Linked DNA regions of Mus musculus: region 1 is linked to region 2. Evidence: chromatin contacts called from public HiChIP or PLAC-seq data. All regions are on one chromosome and are shown on one strand. The core of a region is the stretch at or near the end of the contact, and the rest is flanking DNA. Distances in the headings are between cores, read along the strand shown. Region 1 has its middle 54 kb from the start of Trim52. Region 2 has its middle 26 kb from the start of Spry2.

Region 1 (7,632 bases), core at 712-3,211, 240 kb before region 2:
TACAGCTGGATCTCATGGAGGCATTTCCCCAACTGAAGCTCCTTTCTCTGTGATAACTCCAGCTGTGTCAAGTTGACACAAAACCAGCCAGTACAGCAGTATACAATGACAGCTGGAGACAGGAAGTGTACACTGACAGCTGGAGACAGGAAGTATATACTGACAGACAGCTGGAGACAGGAAGTGTACACTGACAGACAGCTGGAGACAGGAAGTGTACACTGACAGACAGCTGGAGACAGGAAGTGTACACTGACAGACAACTGGAGACAGGAAGTGTACACTGACAGCTGGAGACAGAAAGTGTACACTGACAGCTGGAGACAGGAAGTGGACACTGACAGACAGCTGGAGACAGAAAGTGTACACTGACAGACAGCTGGAGACAGGAAGTGGACACTGACAGCTAGAGACAGGAAGTGTACACTGACAGACAGCTGGAGACAGGAAGTGGACACTGACAGCTGGAGACAGGAAGTGGACACTGACAGACAGCTGGAGACAGGAAGTGGACACTGACAGCTGGAGACAGGAAGTGGACACTGACAGACAGCTGGAGACAGGAAGTGGACACTGACAGCTGGAGACAGGAAGTGGACACTGACAGCTGGAGACAGGAAGTGGACACTGACAGACAGCTGGAGACAGGAAGTGGACACTGACAGCTGGAGACAGGAAGTGGACACTGACAGCTGGAGACAGGAAGTGGACACTGACAGACAGCTGGAGACAGGAAGTGGACACTGACAGCTGGAGACAGGAAGTGGACACTGACAGCTGGAGACAGGAAGGGAAAATTTGGATGTGGTTACTTCATAAGGAAAATAAAGCAGCAAGGAGCGCCATGATGACACAGACTCTACTATAAAGAACCAGCATAAATGAGAAAGTATGAACAAATGGAGATAAGGTAATCTGTCAGGATACTACTATTTCATAAAATTTCTTGCTTAACTGCCTAGTTTGAAGGAAAGACCCCTGCTACTTCCTGGTAATTTCAGAAGGGTCAGGCAGGAGTCCTGCCATATAGGGTTACATAGCAAGACAGTGACTCAAAACATCCCTCCAAGAAGCCCTTCAACTATGGCAGTTGTTCTCAGCCTTCCTAATGTTGCAATCTTTTAATACAGTTCCTCATGTTGTGGTGATTCCCAACCATAAAATTATTTTTGTTACTACATCATAACTGTAAGTTTGCAGTTATGAATCATAATGTAGTAAGGAGAGAAGAAAAGATAATACAAAAGCCACAAATAAGTTCCTTTACCAAAAGCCAAGTTCACATCAGAACACTTGTTAACAGACATTAGATGAAAGTAAAATTGGAGAAAATTAGGCTACTTGAGGGGCAAAAAATGAGACAAGCAAAAAAAAAGGGGGGGGGGATTCGTTAAAATTACAGTTTTTCCTACCCATAGGTTGAGAAACCACTGATCTACAGAATTGCTTGAGAATATTACAGTCCCATTTAGCAATTTATTCTGCATGGACTAACTGCATAATCAATTGATTGATTTATCACATTTGATTGAAGAACCTTCGAGATATTGAGCTACCTGCCTAACTATGGCTAGTATATAGTAGACATACAGACTACTAAACAGGCAAATGGAAGGAGTAAATAAGATAGAGAAATAACATCCTGTGAGCTGAGAAATATGTAGAGTTGGGGCATAGATGAACAAGAGAAAGACAGTAAGGCTTCCAGCAAGCAGTCATATATAAGTTAAGCTCTGGCATGTAAAAGTTAATGAAGAGAGCTAAAATTTCTTGGGGGAAAAATATTTAAGATTTGAGAGCAAGAACAAGAGAAATAAAGCCACTGGTAAAGGTGGCTTTTTCTGGCTAGAGTTCAGAATTCCAGTTTTCACGTATTCAGAAAGGAAGCAAAACTAGACAGCAGGCTCCAGATCAAGAGCCTTGTGAGTCATGCCAAAGGAGTTTGGAAGCTAAAGAGCACCGGGGAGCCAGTAAAGGATTGTAAGCTGATTAGTGACAAAACAGGAATTGGAGAGTGATTCTGCTGGTAGGGATGAAGAGGCTGAAGGAGTTATGCAGCTGAATTAACATGGAATAAAAGCACAATGAATATTGCTACAAATAGCATAAGCAAATGGAAACATGATACAAACGAAAGCAATCCATCTTAAAGGGGGTGTGTGATACATGAAACCAGGCTAAATAAATAAATAGGACACAGATGATAGGTGTTACAAGCAATAGGAAAGACCTCACACACACACAATGAGCTTTGGCTAAAGAGAAGGCTGGAATGACAACAGAGAAAAGAGAAGGGTACCTTTACACATGCTAGAGAAATGCTTTCTTATATGTGTAGAAAGAAACAAGACAGGTCAGAAATAATGCCAATGGAAAATACACGTTGTCATAAATTTTTCTCTAGTAATTAAATTTTTCTCCAGTAACTAGCTTTCTATATAAAAATTTAAAAAGTATTTTTAATTCCCAGTAATTAAGTCATTGATTACAAGAAAAAAAGGCTAGAATGAATTTGACAAAGCTAGCAGTGCTTTTAGTTTCTGCACTCTGAAAAGAAAATGAATTAGACTAGCCAAGAAGAATTGTTGGACAACTAGGATCTACTCAAAAGGATGGAACCCGAAAATACCACCTTTCTGAGGCATCTACAGGGAAAGTATAAAAATTTGGGATAGTCACTATATCATAGACTCCATTTGAACATGGTAACTCCTGAAGATTACTTTGACAGTGGGTAAGAATGAGCAGAGCTGCCTGGAATAAACATGGGGGAAAGAGCAATGGAATTAAGAGGCAAAGGTTAGAGTCTGTGGAGTGCAGGGAGAGAGGAAAGCCTGTAGGCACTGCATACAGACTTCACAAACACAGTGATCTTGGCAGCAGTATCCATTTTACCTGTGGTTACATGATTCCAGGTAGGGCCAGACAGGACACCTGCAAAAGTATGCATACATATAGGATACTTAAACTTTTCTAGCAATCTTCATCAGTACAGAGCATGAAAAGAAATATCATATTGGAGTAATTTTAAGGTTTGAGATCATCTGGACAACGATGTTAAAATAAAACACAATGATCCCGGCCAGACACAAGTAGAACTGTCAGAAGTCTGACAGACGAGAGAATAGAAGACTAGATAAACGGCTTTTAAAAGAATCTGAAAGTGGAAATAAACGTTTGTATATGTACCAAAAACAATCGCGTATAGAAATACGGGGGTTTTCAAAATACTTGTTTCTGAGGGGTGCTACAGCATGCATGTAGAGTCAGCTCTTTCCGTCCACCTTCACTTGGGTTCTACAAATCTCACTGTGACAAGCACTTTCACAATGGGAGCCGTACTGCCACCTCCAAATGTAGCTTTTTACCGTAACTTTGTAAAAGACAAAGGACTCAAAACTAAAATATAAGCTAGCACAAGTCACTAAAATAGGACGGACAGGGAGATTATAATACTGGTTGTGTTATAGATTGTCCAACTATAATAAAAATCACATTATTGTGTCCTTTTAGGAAGCAACGGTCTATGACACAACGGTCTATGGCACAACGGTCTATGTTTTTTATTTTTTAACATAGTATTTTACTATTTATATTGCATTTTGCCAGATCATATTAGGTAACTTTCAGAGAAACTTAACCTGGTTAAATGGAAATTGACCCACATCCCAGACCAGTTTATTGAAGGATAAGAGATTCCTGGGATTCACACTAGAAACTCATAAATGACATCCTTCTCAGAATTGATTTAAAAAAAAAAAAAAACACTTGAGTCCTAATAAAGCAGAGATACTGGTTACTAGGCTCAGATTCATTGTGAATACGTTGCTGAACTAGTACTTTGTTTTATTGGTGACATTATGCATAAACGTACAAAATTTTAGTTAATAAAATTATATTGTTACTATAAGAAAATACTGGTGAGTTTTCTTTTCAATCAGTAGTTTTGTGTGGACATAACTATTTACTTAGTAGAATTTGCTATGGCTCTATATTTCCACAGTTAATGCTCAACTGTGTTTATTACTTATGAGAGACTCTCTGCTGATTTCCAACCATTTGAAATATTGAATTTAAGGGTTTATAGACAAGATATAAGTCATATACTGTGTGCTTACATGGTATTGTGAAGGCACTGACTCAACAGTGTCCTGATACAGAAGGCCAAGCATTACAGCTCCCCGAGGAAAGTTGGTGAAATCAGTTGAGCATAATTTGAATTCTTTGCTTAGTTAATTATCATGGCTCCAACGTGGCCTACTGTAAAAAGGTTTCTCAGCAAACTGCTTTCCGAGCTGTGGGCAGTTTGTAGGAGTTATAGTTCTTTTACACGCCACACAGGTTCTCTTTGTTTACCTGCCTCTGTGTTATAGGTGTCGTTGCACTTTAGTTTACAAGCAACCCTGATTCATAAGCAAGCTACAGCGATGATTTAAATAGTCTTCCAGTCTTCTCGAGTGGGTCTGAATGTGCGCATGAACTCTTTGTTATCTTAATAAATATATCCATCAGTTCACTGTGGATAAAGACTTAAAACACATAAGCCTCCGAGTCCTGTTACTCAATATCCCTCTGAAAGCTCCCAGGCCCCAGACTGATAATTACCACACCGTATGCCTGTTGCTTCGCTCATTATCTTATTATCTACTCTTAATATCCTTAGCAATTAAGATCATATCCAGTGTGTCTGGAGGAAGGGTGACCTGGACCAGACTTCCTAAGATGTTATCTGCTGCAGGCACTGAAGCTGTGATGAGAATCTGATGAAAACAATATTGAAAGGGGGAAAAAAAAAGCTACTTCAGTCTTTGTTCCAGGGAAGAAAGAAAAACTGCTGGGAGTTGTTGTTGTTGTTGTGTCAGCTATATATACTATTATTTGCTCATCTGTGTTAGCTCATCTACATTGAAACCAAGCCTGCCAGAATCTCCTGTTTGCTTCCCATTCCTTTAAGTCAAAAAGAGGTGCTCCAGGTGACATTGGAAGGTGAAACCCAAGCACTGTCCCTTCATACGGGGAGGCCAGCTCAGGACACCAGGCACCACTTCAACCTAGGCCTGTTGTCTCTATGAGGCTGGCTCCGCTGAAATGGGGCGCGGGTCACAGGAGGAACTGTTCCTCCCACTGGATCCTCCTGTAACTTCTCTGAATCCTGGGCCAATGTGGCCTGCTCTGTAGCATCACCTTTAAGTCACCAGGTATACTGATGAGCTATTTACATCCCAACTCACACTTCGTGTCATTTAATTTGTCCCAGCCATGCTCTGAATGTTCTTCTTTCTCTGCCAGCCATGTTGACTTCAGGCCCAGAACCTAGTATAGAAAAACAAGTTGATATAACAATCTACTCCACAATGTATAAAATCAAACCAAACGAACATGACTTCCTTCTTATCACTCCTAGTGACTATTTCTCTCACTCAAAACTGACTAATATATGAATTTCCACATTTACTAGATGATCAAATTTAATAAATTATATAATAACCTATTTCATATTATCTATTGAAATATAGCTTAATAGAAGACAAAACTCTATAATTAATGCTTTAAATTTTTATTTCTATCCAGTAAACATTGCTTAAATTTTTGTCAATAGTGGTAAGATATCAATATATAAAATTACTGAAAAATATAAAATTAAGATACTACAATAGAGTTCAAGACATGCCCACTATCTCATGTTGAATACATGTTGACTACAGGCTAGTGAAATCAGAACAGAGCTAATTAAGTTACTTATAAATGTTTTCCCTTAATTTTATCCACACTAGCTACTGATATAATGCTTAACACATACAAAATTTGATTTTTTAACTGGTTCCTTAACCAACAGGAGATAAAATATTTTAAGTGTAAAAAAGAAGGCAGGGGGCGAGGGAAACACTGAAAATTTCTGAAATATCTTACAAGACTAACAGAGATGGAACTCTGGCATGTATTCTATGATTCCCTGCTTTCATTTCTGATGTATATAGCCTAATGTGATGAGGTAATGGTAAATCTAATACTGAGTCACCTGATGTCACTTAACAACCCAAATTACAAGAGACACTTGATGCTATGGCAGAATGCAAAGCTGAAAGGCGCACAGATCACCTGCAATCCAGTTTTTTTTTTTTAATGAATATTGACCCATAACAAGGCTTCAAAGGGTACTCATTAAAGGAAAGTTGTGCAAAGACTGAAGTGTGTTGCTGATGTGCACCTATAAAGCAGCTACAGAAACACCTGGCAAACACAGAAGTGGATGCTCACAGTCAGCTATTGGATGGAACACAGGGCCCCCAATCAAGGAGCTAGAGAAAGTACCCAAGGAGCTGAAGGGGTCTGTAACCCTATAGGAGAAATATGAACAGCAATATGAACTAACCAGTACCTCCTGAGCTCATGTCTCTAGCTGCATATGTAGCAGAAGATGGCCTAATCAGCCATCATTGGGAGGAGAGGCCCTTGGTCTTGCAAAGATTATATGCCCCAATACAGGAGAACACCAGGGCCAGGAAGCAGGAGTGGGTGGGTTGGGGAGCAGGGCGGGGGGAAGGTATAAGGGATTTTCAGGATAGCATTTGAATTGTAAATGAAGAAAATATCTTAAAAATATCTTTAAAATTGTTTAAAATATATTAAAGTAAAGAGGAATCTATGGCAAAATTATTCATCAAAGTCCTATTTGTGACTAATACTTTATTCAAATGATTATAGAAAATTTGGAGAGTTTCTTTTCCATTAGGTGGTATAAAGTCTAGACTAGTAAACTCCAAGCTAGAATCTAACTTTTCGTAAGGTAAGAGAGTCTCTAAATAATGTCAGTTACAAATTTATCTTACAGATAGTTGAGAACATGTACCCCAGTTATACCCCATACTAGAAGACAGATTACAAAGTACATCTGACTTTATAAAAAGCTGAGATTATCACAGTAAATTTGCAAGAAGGCAGTTAAATATATAAGTCATTAAAACTAATGACATTTCAAACCGTAAAAATATAACAGGTATTGGTAACAAAATAAGGAAAGCAATAGAATTGAAAAACTCAAGATTTAGCTTAAGAACAAATGAAAGTAAAAAGACTGCTTTAAATATATTCCCAGAGAAAATAATAAATACAAGAAACAGAAATGTAGAATTTATTACCCCATTTCTACCCATTACTGCAGACTGAGTCTTTTCCCAGTCTATGAGATATTCCGGAAATTGTAATAAATTCCATTTATTGCTTAACTTGTTTCAGTCGGTCTTCTGACCCTTGAAATAAAAGTAATTATCATTAGTAAAATCTATTTATCTCTCTGGATAGAAGTGTTGATTCCAGAGACATTTAAGCTTTGCCAGATACTATCATGTCCAAAAAGTTTAAGACTGTAAATAGTTTTCTAAAAACACTAGTCTGTTCCACATAAAGAAATTAATATTATTCTTTTAATAACCAAAATATGTGTTTTTAGTATGCATTGGCAGAGAAGCATCCACATATAATTACTCAGAATCTACCTCCTAAGGTCTCTTATGGGTCCCCCAGAGTTTTATCCAACCAAACCAAGCAGAGAATAAAAGGGTGGAAAAAAATCATGAAAAGTTTAATGGGGCAAACCTAGAAAAGGTCAGTCCTTGCTCTCCCAATGGATAT
Region 2 (7,701 bases), core at 2,643-5,142:
TTTAGGGGGAGGGTTTCTCAGGTAAGGAAATGCTGTTTCTATCCTCCCTGCTACACAGCGCCCCCATCTTTTCCTTATTCCCCACCCCTTTTCCTAGCAGTCTGGCCTTTCCTAGAAGCAGTGATTCTCTCTTTGACTCTTCTAAAAGTCCTTAGAGCCTCTCAACCTCCTCAAAACCTCCCTGCTGAGTGCACACATCCTTTAGGAACCAGCTCATTTATTACCTGCTACTTGACTGATGTTCACCTAAAGGCAAAGACCAGTAGAAGGAGCTGAATTCAATACAGACAAGCTTCACATCAAACACTTTTTTAAAAAAACATTTATTTATTTTATATATGTAAGTACACTGTTGTTGTCTTCAGGCACAACAGTGGAATTGAACTCAGGACCTCTGGAAAAGCAGTCAGTGCTCTTAACTGCTGAGCTATCTCTCCAGCCCACATCGAACACTTTTTAAGACATGGTGTAGAATGTTATAACAGAATACAGCAAAGAATTCAGTGATGTAATGCAAGCATTTGTTAAATGACAGTATCTATGGATCATCACTGAGATGTGAACGTCAACATTCCAGAAAGAAAATGGGTAATTCTGAGAACCTTTAGTTCTAATTTCTAGACCATGAAAAGTTATATTACCTGAGCAATTCCAAATATCTATACTACAGGAAGATATAGACGAACGTTATCTAACAAAGTGGTTTCTTAAATGCAATAGCCTATGTTGATATCATCCCCATCTGGTTATTTTCTGGTGTGAGCCTGATGGACAGGTAAACAAATGAACGGTTAGACTCAGTTACAGAACCAGCGAGACCGATCAGAAGCTAAGGGTGCTTGTTTCCACCCCTGATACCCTGAGTTTGCTTCCTGAGATTCACTGGAAGCCACGGTAGAAGAAGAAACTGTATTCTCACAAGCAGTCATTAATCAATCACACCTGAGCTGTACTTTACATGTCCCTGTGCACATACCACACATACATACACATACACACATATATATGCCACATACATGAACACAGACTCATACAGGCACACACATATGCACACACACGCACATTCATATACCACATACACACATGTGCACACACATACACACACTCATGCACACACACACACACAGACACACATCTTCATATACCACACACACACACACACACACACACACACACACTGGAATGAATGATGAAAACACCAAATTATCAATAACTAGTTATACAAGGTTATCTTTAACAAAAAAAAAATTTTTTTCAACAAAATAAAATTGTTGTATTTTGAACTGGGCATGGCGATACACACCTGTAATCCCAGTACTTAGGAGGCCGAGACCAGCATGGCCTATATAGTGAGACTGTACCCAAACAGAGGAAAATATGGGGGAGAAATAATTGCTACATTTTATGCTCTACTTAACATAAGAAAGGAAATTCACTTAAAATATGACAGTAATCTAGGCCTGCTTCAGCATCACTACTAAATATTAGGGGAAATGTTACCAACTAACCTAAAACTTTCTGTCAGGAGAAACGTCTCTGTCAAAACAATATGTAAAACACACACAAAAATCAGAATTTTCTTTGCTATTATTCTATCCTCCCAAACTGTCCCAGTAGAGCCAGCAGAGGGAGCACAACCATTGTGGGTTTGAATGTGTGCCTTTAAAAAAAAAAAAAAAAAAAAAAAAGCCTTTTCTCCTGGATTTTCAGATCCTTTATCATGATTGACAAAAATGATAAATCACAAATATTATTTGCCACTGGTAAATTGTCTCAAAAGTCACTTTTATTGAACAAGTGTCAAAACATTTTCTTTATTCACATTTTAGTTAAAAAAAAAAAAAAGTAATGCATGTCTGGTATAAAGGCGAAACAAACCCGGGGGAAAAATGCTTACAAAGTTAATAATCTACCTTCTATTCTGATCCATATTATGAACAGACTGGAATGTGTCTTATAACTTATTTTTAAAAAGTATATGTATATGTGAATATATGTCCTATGTGGATCATCTCTGAGTGTTTCCTACCCAATATCGAATAACGTCTTTGGGAGGAAAAATGAAATAAGCACAACGTTAGGACACGTAGTATAAGTACTTCCTGTGCAGAGCTCAGGAGTTCAGCCCTGCCGTGCAGGTGCTGCGGTCCACATGGAAACGGTGCGCATGCGTGATGCATGGGGAGCCCGTGTGCAGGTCCCTTCCTGAGATGTCATGAGGAAGACGAGGTAAACTGATTTCTAAGTCACGATTGATATTGCTAGTGTCTTCATAACACAAGATAGCAGCAATAAACTCAACCGCTTAAAGGGGGATTTTTTTTGTTACGTGAAATTAAAATACATTCTCGAATTTTTGGAATATTTTATAAATTCTAATGCAATGGAATGATCCAGTGTTTCTCTCCCAGGTGCACTGAGCCTACTTTCATTGTTTAACCAAAGGAAGGTAAAGGCTACAGGTATAGATATGATACTTTCTCCCACACAACAGGAAGAATCTTTCAATTTCTCGATGGTTTCCATCCTGTCCAATCCCTTTGCAAAGAGCTCCGGATAAATACGCATCCTAGGATATAAAGACACCAAAGTCCAGAGACCCTGCTTGCCAACGCTACCTCTGTGAATTCATTTCTGAACCCAGGGAATTTGCTGAAGCCAACACACCATGACTTGCTATGCAGTCCCATCACTCAGTTGATCTCCTTATTTGTCTCGGTGCCTACTAGACACGTTCTTGACTAATGCCAGTTGCTGTTGAACTTTGACCCCATATAAGTGTTAAGGTCTCCCACGTAGAAGAAGGAAATCTGCAGGAAGAGGATGGTGATGTGGGCAAATAATAACAATAACAACAACAATAATAATAGGGGAAACTGGAAGGATGACGGAAGGGAAGACCTTATTTACATGACTACAACATATTCTTTTTGGAGGTAAAGAATGTAATTAGTGAGCTGTGATTTCCTTCCCATCTCCTGAGAACAGAAAAGACCGTCTGTCTCTTGTGGTGGTTGTAATTTGCGTTTCGTTATGTTTTCTTTGCTAAGGGCTTTCAATGTTCAGAAAAATGTTCGAGTTACTGCACTTTGTAATAAAGTAAGAGGACACAGCACCGCGGTCCTCATTCCTCATTGACACAAACCAAGGAACGGGATGTCCAAAGCCTGGCTCAATGTCACAGGAAAGGCTGTTGCCGAAGTAGAGGTGGGCCCCCCCCCCCCCCCCCGAGAGCCCTTTAGGTTATCCACAAAATCAACACAAGCAGTCTAGATTTGTTATCTCGCCCCTTTCTGTCTCAGGCTGAGTGACAAAGAGTGCTTGGTGAGATACTGAGTAAGACTGACAACACAGGAAGTCCATTCTGGGGGCAAGCTGTGTGAGTGGCAGCCAAGCAGGAGGCCAGGAGGCAAGTCTGCGCACAGCTCCTTTCTCCCTAGCTCACCCCTACATGTGGCCCAGAGGCCGCAGTGATCCAGAAAAGGAGATGCTAAGGCCACGGAGGTTCCAGCTGCTTTGAAATTCACCGAACCAGTCCATTTCTAAGCATCTGTTAGCAAGAGGAAGCTGTGACTCAATGGGGGTGAAATGAGTCATCTAGACGACAGAGCCCTCGACATTTCCAAGTCGTTTGTGTGTTAATTCACAGATAATTTATATCCTTATTTATAAACTATGTTTAGAAACCGTCCAAGCGTTCAAGGAATCCTTTCTGACACAGTAGTGTGTTCAGTAAATCCAGTTCTTTCAAACATGTTAATACAGTTCTCAAGAATTCCTCCTAGATAGATCACATTTGAGCCTCAAATGTTGAACCTGAGGAGAAGTTATATCCAAACAGTCTCAGAGTGAACAACGGCCATAGGAGGAAGAGCTATTCATATGGAAACCACACCCACTGCTGAACTCACTGTTAAAACAGTCCGGGGGGACACTGTGAGTGTACAAAGTACACTGACCTAACCATGTGGCACAAACTTTGACTTATTTGTGCTACCACAGCAGTGTACTTCCCTGCAAATACAACAACAGTGATTCTACTGCAAACGGAATTTCACCGTCTTCCTGTAGACATGCCTTTCATGACAAGCATCTAGTCACGGATAACCTCTAACCAAATCAGGAAGAAAAAGAAATTCATCGGTAATTAGACACTAAACATCCCACTACTCCATCCATCATTTCTCCTCTACTACTGAATCATGACAAACGATACTTCTAAACAATGATAGTAATCAAGGTATGTTGTACAATGGGATATTAATAACCTTAGAATTAATTTTAAGATGAGCTGCTTATGTTTAAATGATTTGAAATATATATAGTATGTAAAAATCAGAGGCCCTAAAGTATGTTTCTTTCTTAACTCTTATTGTATACAAGATATGAAAACCCTAATTTCTAGGAAGGCATTCTATGATTTATTAGAAAATATCTTGTCATATTTTTAAAAATTTTTAGAATAACTTCTATTATGGTTCTCATTAAAAATGGATCCTTTTCTCAATACTAGCTATTTATAAAACAAAGAAACACACTAATCATTACAGAAGAGAATTCTTTTTATATCCTGTGTCCCTTACAGATGTTTAATCATTGGCAAAGAAATCAGAGGCTAGCTGCTCTTATCTGGAGAGTAAACATATCCAAGGAGGAAGATAGACACACAAGGACCCCCAAAGAGACTGAAAAGTTGCAAATTGTTTTTTCTGAAGAGAAAAGATCTCCTCTATGGTGGCAAAGACTCTAGCATGGAGTTCCTAAATCAAGAGACTGAAGAAAAACTACTGGTCTCATCAAAACTCCAAAAAAAAAAAAAAAAAAAAAAAAAAAAACGGGCTCTCAGAAGAAACAAATGCGGTAACATCCGAAGCCCCCATCAAATTGCTGCAGAACCTTAGAAAAGAACTGGTACCTGTAAAATCATTGAGCCAATGGACCAATGCTTTAGAAACTGCCCCCACCCCCACCCCACCCCCACCCCCGTCATCTTCCTTTCAAAAACAGGGAGAACCGGATAAGGGCCATTTGTTGCAACAAACGGATTGCAAAAATAAACGTTTAAATAAGTGGGGGGGGGGGGGAGGCCAATGGACGTCTAGCATTATAAAGAGGAGTGTTTAGCTTTTAAATCATCCAAACTGCTTTGCCAAATTTTGACATGCTTGGTTTCCTGTAGTTAAAAAAAAAAAAAATGAAAAAAATGAAATCTCTCTCTCTCTCTCTCTCTCTCTCTGCTTTGAAAAAAAAAGTGAGGAAAAATAAGCAGCTGTTCCTTGTATAGTTCAGGAAACGAGTTTGATTTATTACTTTAAGGTTATTTTTGAATGAGCTGCCCGTGGCAGGCAGAGCGCAGAAGTCACTGAGGCCTGTCCACTTGAAGGGCTCAAACTGTTTCCCGAACAGCCCTCCTTCACTCCTCACCTCTGAGGGCCATTATTGACAACGTGTGACTGGGGCCTTCCAGGATTCTAAAACAGCAGGGGTCCCGGCTAAACAATCGGGCTGCCAATTACCTTTTCCCCTGTTGTGAAAGAGGGGCCCAGGACAAAGCAACTTCTCAGCGGGGTGCTGTGCAGCTCGGAGTTTCTAACCCACTCTTGCCCAGCTCAGCATTGAAAACCCAGTAAATGGTTGGTGCCTTCACTTTTGTCTGTGTGTGTCAGTCCGAACCAGAATTGCCGTAAGGTGAGAGCATCTCCCAGGGACCGGTTTCAAATGCTCTCCAGGGCAAACAGATTCTGGACGTTGTTGTCTCAGAACTTCCAAGCAGGTTTCCTTTTCTGAGATCCACACAGACACAAAGAGCCCCGGGGCTCCCAACCCCCTTCTGCGGGCTTGTCCCGCCACAACGCCCAGGCTTCCCTTACCTATATTGTGGCTTTAAAAACTTCCTGTGAGCATTGATGACTTGCTGTGAGGACTGTCCGTCATCCCGCTCCTTTGTCTGGCAGTCACTTCCATTCGAATTTGACTGACTGAGGCAGCCCGAGTTATTTGTAAAGAACAACAAGGCTTTTCATTCATAATTTTTGTAGGGGGTCGGGGTGCTAATGACTGAGCTTGAATAACTAGGGAATGCGGTATTCAAGGCAGGAAGATGCACCACCGGCTGCCAAAGGGAGGAAGGAAAAGGATGTGAGGAAAGGGCCTGGGTAAAAAGCCAATGACCCAATGGCCGGAGGATCACACATGTATACAAATACAAATCGAGGTCTGAAAAGGTGAGAACCTGGAAAACAGAGATGCAGGAAGGAGGAAGACCAGGTCGCCCAACAGGCCTGCACCTGCTTTGGCCTGACAAGAGGATGAACCCTGTGACCAACTGCGGAGGAAGCGCTCTTTTCTTAACTGCTGATGCCCCTGGGGGGGCTTTTGGTTTTGTTTTTTGAGCGTTTGTTTGTTGTTTTCTGATTGTTTGGTTTGTTTTTTTAGGAAAAGTTTTCCCCTCTCCTTTGGTACCCTTCTTATATTTGGAAAGTATTTGAGGATCCTTCCAGGGTGCTCAGCTTGGCCATCAAGTCTGAGTTCCAAGAAGGTGATGTGTGTGGGGTCTGTTGTCACTTTTGTGTGCCTTATTTCGATCATGGTATGCAATCTTGCCTATGTCATGTTCCCAAGGAACAGAATTTTCATAAATGTAAATTTCTGGTTGAATAGTTATGCGATTTATGTTTATTGTTGAATTAGTAAAACTGCAGTTTGGGTTTTCTAAGTCGAGAAGAGCAAGTTGTCAGGCTGAGAACGCATAGTTCAATGGTTGGGTACTTGCCTGACACCAGAGGCTCTCTGTCAGTTCTCGGCAGCCACAAGCATGCCTCCCCATTGACCCTTATGAAAGAAATAACCCTTATGTGTATTCTTGGTTACCTGCTTTAAAAAAAAAAATCAATGTAATCGCGTGAAATGTTAATTTTGGTAATGACTAGCAGAAATGGGTCCTTAATCATTTACTTTATAGAACGCTGGTGGCAGTTGTTGTTTTGAGATGGGTTCTCTCTATTATATAGCGCTGGCTGTGCTGGAACCCATGTGGACCAAGTTGGCCGCCTCCGCCTCCCAAGCGCTGGGATGACAGATGGATGTGCGCCACCACTTGCAGGCCTGTTCCTAAAGAACCCTTGGAGCAACTGAAACCAGAGGTCAAAGATCAGGTCTCCTGTTGGATGTATACATTTCTCTAAAATTTTAAGTCATGCAAACGGAAAAAAAAAATGTTTTTTGTTAAAATTCAGGAGCCAGCTACAATTATTGTTTTTAAGGACGGACATCCCATCCAATTCTTTTTGAGACAAGATCTCATTATCTAGTCCATGGTGTCTTCAAACTCCAATCCTCCTGGTCAGCCTCTGGAGTGCTAACATTCCCCGGCAGGGGCCACCACACCTGGTTTCTGATGGCCTTTCATAGCCCCACAGTTACCTGGCAATAGCGAGGTGTGCCTGACTCACTATAAAAGGGGCCACCTGTTCCCTCCCCTCTCTCTTGCCCTCTTACTCCTGGTCCTTACTCTCTCTCTCTCTCTCTCTCTCTCACTCTCTCTCTCTCTCTCTCTCTCTCTCTCTCTCCCTCTCTCTCCATTCATTCCCCTTCCCCCCTCAATGTGCTCACGGCCAGCCTCTCTCTCTCTCTCTCTCTCTCTCTCTCTCTCTCTCTCTCTCCCCTCTCCCCTCCCCCCTCCCCTCCCCTCCCCTTCCCATT

The links. HiChIP or PLAC-seq counts read pairs in DNA pulled down with a chosen protein or histone mark.
Region 1: a CTCF HiChIP or PLAC-seq map of the NIH/3T3 cell line shows a contact between it and region 2, with 9 read pairs. The contact joins two enhancer-like sites.

Annotation. Positions count from the first base shown.
Region 1 is chr14:106,156,835-106,164,466 of GRCm38.p6, reverse strand. No RefSeq gene overlaps it. Among named protein-coding and RNA genes, the nearest start is that of Trim52, 54 kb to the right of the region's middle. Within about 2 kb of position 1,961, at least 31 of the 459 cell types and tissues checked have an H3K27ac peak or open chromatin away from gene starts, as enhancers often do. A contact at or near this core is called in the NIH/3T3 cell line, where this site is marked.
Region 2 is chr14:105,918,847-105,926,547 of GRCm38.p6, reverse strand. No RefSeq gene overlaps it. Among named protein-coding and RNA genes, the nearest start is that of Spry2, 26 kb to the right of the region's middle. Within about 2 kb of position 3,892, at least 153 of the 459 cell types and tissues checked have an H3K27ac peak or open chromatin away from gene starts, as enhancers often do. A contact at or near this core is called in the NIH/3T3 cell line, where this site is marked.